Regions from separate parts of the Zea mays genome. Here region 1 is linked to region 2. A link is a contact called in public Hi-C data. All regions are on one chromosome and are shown on one strand. Each heading gives the region's core, a stretch centred on a gene start, on an enhancer-like site or on the middle of the called end of the contact. The rest is flanking DNA. Distances are from core to core; before and after follow the strand shown. Region 1 holds the start of LOC100191234 (Diaminopimelate epimerase chloroplastic). Region 2 holds the start of LOC100272816.

What was found. Hi-C and Micro-C count contacts between places; a contact is called where the count stands out from the background.
Region 1: a contact with region 2 is called in a Hi-C map of ear, with 2.7 times the contacts expected there. The contact joins the promoter of LOC100191234 here to the promoter of LOC100272816 in region 2. A contact is called at or near these places in 6 of 25 Hi-C or Micro-C datasets (ear, leaf and tassel) and 1 of 3 datasets of contacts at active chromatin or transcription factors (leaf).

The regions. Positions count from the first base shown.
Region 1 is chr1:154,436,580-154,439,897 of Zm-B73-REFERENCE-NAM-5.0, forward strand. It overlaps LOC100191234 (Diaminopimelate epimerase chloroplastic), which reads left to right and starts at 1,556. Exons shown (of 10, transcript NM_001136668.1): 1 at 1,556-1,885; 2 at 2,058-2,225; 3 at 3,042-3,112. The coding sequence starts at 1,640.
Region 2 is chr1:154,240,593-154,243,866 of Zm-B73-REFERENCE-NAM-5.0, forward strand. It overlaps LOC100272816, which reads right to left and starts at 1,912. Exons shown (of 10, transcript NM_001196101.2): 1 at 1,586-1,912; 2 at 1,322-1,485. The coding sequence starts at 1,786. It also overlaps the pseudogene LOC109941415.

The DNA.
Region 1 (3,318 bases), core at 306-2,805, 200 kb after region 2:
GTACCTACGCATGTCGCGTATGCAATCGTTAATGTACGAATCGACGAGCTGAGATTCACAACGCATCTTCTATCCCATTAGTCTCTTGGACTCTATTGTGCGCATCACCTCTCCTTTGTTGTCGTAACTCTAACTGCATTTCCTCGTCTCCTACAAAAAATAGTAAGTACCGGTATAATATTACATCTGATGCAAAACAATAAATAAATACCAACCTCATCGTAATCGACCATATGTCCACAAAAATATCCAACACTAAGCTCGGAAGGAACTAATCCATACTTAGCTTCAATACCACATTTGCAGAGTACTGGATCAAACTTCAACTCTTCCGCCCACTGATTTTTTTCTTTTCCTTTACCTCTGCCTCTGGCCAATGGGACAAAGGACCATACAACCACTCTCTGAAACGACACTTACGCCGCCCGTATGGCTGCAGAAGAATAAATTAGTAATTTATTGTAAAAAATAACTAGTTCATACATTTAGCATATCGATGGGCTCACATAATCAATGTTCGGACACATGAACTGCTTCGCAGTGTCTTCGTCGATGACAACACGGTCTCCACAATCGTATCGAGGCGGTAAGTCCATCATTCTGTCTGTTGCTACCTCCTTCTCCGCATCCGTCATTGGTGGAGGATTCGAGGGAGGAGGTACCCAACGCTTAAAACGCTCATGACTAGTCCTTCCACACAACCAATTAGCGAAAAGAAGATATCGAGGGTCAAATTTATCAGGACCGTCGATCCACTGGAAAAAAACACCTCAGGTGCCCCTAAAACAATGGAACGAAGCACTATTACACATCTAGTAAATAATAAATTCGAACAAAATTAAGTCACAAGTCATAAGCTACGTACGTCAAAACCGCCACAAAGGTAGAAGCAGCGAGCAGCCGTGTCTGGATGTTTGGATTGACATACCCAAGCCAGTCTGCCACAGTCACAATTAGTCACAGAGAGTTCAGGAGCATCCTTACTAGATACGTCCGGATATAACTCCCGAGGACGACCTCTCTTCTGCCATAACGCCTCCCGGTACATGTCTTTCATCTAATAAACGATTATAATTATCACTTGTACCTAATAGGCTTTATAATAGGTTTACACAAACTATCAAATGAAATATACTCATCATATTAACGATACTATATATATTATGAGCAACATTGGAAACTAATAATCGAAAAAGTACAACCCAATATACAAAATAAATCAGTTAGACACCATACCTTGGTCTACGAAGTGTCGCAACTCGAAACTTTAAATACAACAACTTTTGACGAAGTTTTGAAATGAGAGGCGATGAGCTCTTCTCGGCCAGCAGCGCGACCGGTTTTATAGGCCTCCGTAGCTCGGCGCCAAGATCTGTGGCGCCGAGCTACGAGGCCGCATCGGGGCCGCGTCGATGCTAGGTCAGCCTAGGCGCATGGAGGCGTTAGTGCCACGTCACATCTCGGCGCCATAGGCTATGGCGTCGAGGTAAGTATCGGGTCCAAAATTACATATAAAATTTCTCGGGTCTAAATAAATATTTTTCGAAAATAGTGTTAAAAACAAAAAATTCAGGTTTATGTACCGGTGACAGCGACCGCGACAGGTCCTCTCCCCCGGACCGCACCCGCTGTAGCCGCCATGTCGTCCGCCGCCGCCACAGCCTTTGCCGGAGTCTCCGTCGCCACCCCGAACCTCACCACTCCATTTCGCGGTCGCGTGCGCCTTCCGCTACGCGGGGTCTCCGCTGCCCCACGCCGCGCCGTCGCTTCGATGGCCGTGTCCGCCCCCAGGTCCGGCGCCGCCGCCTCGTTCCTGGAGCGCCGCGAGTCCGAGCGCGCTCTCCACTTCGTCAAGTACCAGGGCCTCGGCAATGACTTCATTATGGTGCGCCTGTTTCCGTTTCCCAACACTCTTCAGCTATTCCGCCCCGTGAGGTGTTCATTTTGGGAGTGACCCGCCGTTGAGAATTCGTGCAATCCGTGCTGTTTTGATTTTCGAATGCTCTGCTATTGACGATACTTCGGTTTTGTTTGCTGTTTCCTGTTTCAATTCGTAGGTGGACAACAGGGATTCGTCGGTGCCGAAGGTGACGCCGGAGGAGGCCGCGAAGCTGTGCGACCGAAACTTCGGCATTGGTGCCGACGGCGTCATCTTCGTCATGCCAGGGGTCAATGATGCCGACTACACCATGAGGATCTTCAACTCTGACGGCAGCGAGCCAGAGGTGCGCGTGTCTCCACCATTTCATCACAATACTGAATTCTATTGCACGGTCGTGGATGTAATGTTCTCGCAATTCTTATTGGTAGCCATTCTTCTCAGCCACCAAATTGTGCTAAGCTAAGCATAGTGCGAAGCTGGTGCAGGTTTTATCATGTGAGCTTTAATGCAAAAGGAGAAAACATGTAGATGTGTAGTTGTGAGGTTCTTCAAATTCTGGTAGATGCAAACTTCAGCCTTCAAATCAACTTGCTAGCTCAAGCTTTTAATTTGCCAGGCACCGATTAGTGTAGATTGGGACACCTAACAATCTAAGCATCATCAGAATATTTTCCAGAATTGGTCACTTGGTGTATCTTTACTATATCCACTATTTAACGGCCTTACCAGATTTATGGTCTGTATACCGTACATGTCTCACTCTCTAACATAAACTGGGGCTATGTTTTAGTATTAAATTCTGTTCTGTCAGTGGTGAATGGCTGTTATACAATTCAAGTTTCATCATGTTTCCAATCCTAAACAAATGCTTATTATATGATCACATATGTTCTGGCTGTTAAACATTTGAAACGTCATAATGTTTCCAATCCTAAACAAATGCTTATTATATGATCAGATATATATGTTTCTTTTTTGCACTGTTAACTATCAAGTAGAGTGAAGGAAAGTGAATATTAAATGTCGCGCAATGTTTTTTCCTTATCTTTTTTAATCTCCAGGATATGGACAACCAGAAAATGTTTAATACAGCTTGTTAATCTGAACTGTTCTCATAGACTAAATTTTGATCGATCATTTCTTTTTTGATTTTCATCAGATGTGTGGTAATGGAGTCCGTTGCTTTGCTCGGTTTATAGGCGAACTTGAAAATCTGCAGGGGACACATAGGTAATGCATTGCAGCAGCATTGTAAAACAGTTAAAATGAATTACACAAAAAAATGCACTTGAGACCTTTTGTTCTTTGCCTAATTTGGTTTTGTGGGGAATCTGAGTCTAATATTTCTTTTTGGGCTTCTTTCGTGTTTCATCTTCATAAGAATGATCGAGTTTTTTACGTGGGCTTGCCAATTCTATCACAACACTTCTCCTTAC
Region 2 (3,274 bases), core at 662-3,161:
TTTAAATGAGTGAGGTTACTCTGACGGCAAAGGCACATATAGCGTTGTTCCATGAGATGGCGGACCATAGGTATTTTGAAGAAGCAAGCAAGTTTCTGTCTGAGGAGGCTGCAAGAGCTGGACTTGTGATTGGAATCAAACAACCGTGGCCTCTACCTATGGAGTTTGGGTGTTTGAATTTTTGCATGGCCTCCGACAACTTTTTGATCTGGAGTCTACACTATCAACAGCTTGGAGGCAAGCCACATTTCAAACCGTGGGGAATGTTAGGAATGGCTACCTAGTGGGACTGGACAGCCTGTCCCTCCATCTATAAATGGGAGCCGAGCAAGCCAAAGAGGACATCGAAAAGCCAAAGAGGACATCGAAGAATCATTTTACAACAGAAACCTCTACTTCCCATTATTGTTCATCTTCTTCCTCTCCTTCCCTCTCTTGTTCCTAGATCCTCTCACTTTTCGGTACCTTCTAGAATACGTTGGCTGCTGCTACTCTAAAATTGTCCAGAATCATATGATCGGTGATACTCTTGCTGTTGGTTCGAGCTCGTGAGATTTGTGTTGCTAACAATCCGTTACGAATTTCCTCTCCAATAGACCCCTCCAATTCCCACCAAACCAGCCCTCAATCCCCTCTAATCTAATCCTGATTTGAGTTTTTAAACTAGCCCTTAGTGTTTCAAAGATTATTAAAAATCCTAATTTTTGGGTGATTCCATCAAAGAAAATCTTTGGTTAAGGCTTAACTTTGTAGGTGTATCACATCTAATTTCTTATATACTATATAAAAATGTAATTCTATTTAAGGATAACCCACAAAAAATAACTTTATGAGTTCAAACACAATGCGATGATTTTTTGTGATGGAAAATATCAAGTGCACCTAAGCTTTGGATGCACATATGGTACATATAAACTAACAAAGTTCATAAAAAATTCTAAAAAATACATAAATATTCTTTCTACGTTACTCGAATTATATAAAAAATTTCAAGTTCAAATTTATTGTACTTTAGCTGTAATAAAAAAGATAAAATTTCTGATAGATTTAAATTAGAAAATCGGTTAAATATTCTCTTTTTATTATAGCTAAAATATAACAAATTTTATATATAATAGGATTAGGATGGAAGAAACATGTATGATTTTTTAATTTTTTTTTATAAATTTGTTAATTCATGTGCATCATAGGTAAACTAAAACCTCGTATACACGGGTACGTTCCCTTTTGGGATATCATGTAGCACATACAGTTTCAGACTTTCAGGAACAGAGAGGAAGGCGGTCGAGAGGAGGCGAGAGGAGCGTGCGAGCGTGCTTACCAGGACGGTAGGAGGTTCGCTGCGATAAAGAGGAGGTAGCCGGAGGTGCCGGCCACGAGCGCGCGCCTGGATCCCATCCACCGCACCACCGCGGAGCCCGCCGCCGAGAACGCCGTGAAGGACGTGTAGAGCACGCCCAGCGAGATGGAGCCCAGGTTCTCGTCCTGCGACAGCACGGCCGCCAAGGCGACGGATGAGGTGAGGTACGCATCTCTGGTGACTGGTGGAAGTGGAACAGCACTAGCGGGCAGCGGGTGCACCTACCGTGTTGACAGTGCTTTGGAGGTTCTGCGCCGCATGGTAGGCGAGGAAGACGAAGAGAAAGGCGGAGCTCAGCAGGTGCACGTCGCGGGACGCCCCCATCACCGAGGCGGGCGCGCGGCGGGAGCCGGGGCCGGCGACCAGGGGCGCGGCCTCCTCGACGTCGCCGGCGGCCGACGCGAGCCCTGCGTCGGCGCCCGCCATGGAGAGGCGTTGGGGCGAACAGGCGAAATTGAGGGGACGAGGTGGGTGGCGTGCTCTCTGCGCTCTGCGGTATGCCGTCTGCCCAGCCCAAAGTCGAGGTTCTGCTCTCGTGTTCTTCTTCGTGATTGTGAATTTTGATTTGGGGAACGGGACGACGACGACGACCGGAAAAAGCCGGGCGCGATTAAAAAATCGTTATATATATATATATATATATATATATATATATATATATATATATATATATATATATATATATATATATATATATGAGTCACACCCGCTAGTACCAGACGCTGAGACGCATGGTTTAAAATGATGCAGATTGTTAAATGCAATTTATACGTACTATGAGTATATGACACGATAACGACATGGAAAACTTTATTCCATCTATAAAAAAATAAATTTTTAATCTTTTCACATTACCGCCTGTGAACAGTAACATGAGTTTTGCTCTTGCCGGTCCGACAGCCTAGTAGGCTACAACACCTGTGCGAAATTGCCATTGCTGTTCAGTCATGTTTCTCCGAGTCACATGTTCGTGACATTCTTAAAAAAAAAAGACATAGTAAAATGCAAAGATGGTCCTATCCTAACAATCGTTTCGGATTTAATTTAGACCAAACCTTTTAATTGTGAGAGAAAAATAAGAACCTGGTTCCATATTACAGAAATTTTTATTTTCCATTGGCTGCCACATGTGTGGCCAAACGAAACGAAGGGCTTGTTTGTTTGGTTACTATTTTACAATCGTATTTTGGCTCGCCGGCCGCTACAATGGACACAAATCGCGCCAAACGCCTTACGGCGGCCAGGATTCTCACGACCGCTCCTCTCTCAGCCACCGCGAAAAAATAACTCGGATTTGAAGCAGTATGAGGCGCTGCACGCTGCTGATAACACTGACCAAGATGCACTTGCCTCATGACCTGACGGTCGATGGCTTTTGGATGACAATTGTGAGGAAAAGGAACGCGCCACATGAGACGAAGAGGGTGGTGATCATCAGGATGAGCATGGCCTGTAGCATGATGCTTGGGCTAAGGGCATGTACAGTGGTGTTTAATATGGAGGCTCTTAAGGTGTTTAAGGTGGTTATTTGCAAAAAAATCTTAGAGCCGTCTCTCCGTGAAGAGACGCCTCTGGCACGTAAACCAAGTAGCAACAGACGCCTCACTTCCCACTGTACAAATTTGTCGTCTGTTCTATTGATCTGATGCTATACAAATACATTTAATTCTATATTTATTAATAGACTACGTTTATAGATACTCAATTGTACAATAGAGTCTCTTAGTTGTCTCCTGTGCTTGGAGAACCGTTTTGGTGTCTCTCCACTGTACATGCCCTAAGAAGACGATGGCGACGCGGCACCACATTCCCAGACCTTGAACTGTGCGAAGGCAGCCTCCTGCGCTTGCCACGTCGCGAAACTTTAAGTATTTGTTGAAGACACCGTTCATGGAATTACAAATCATTATGTTC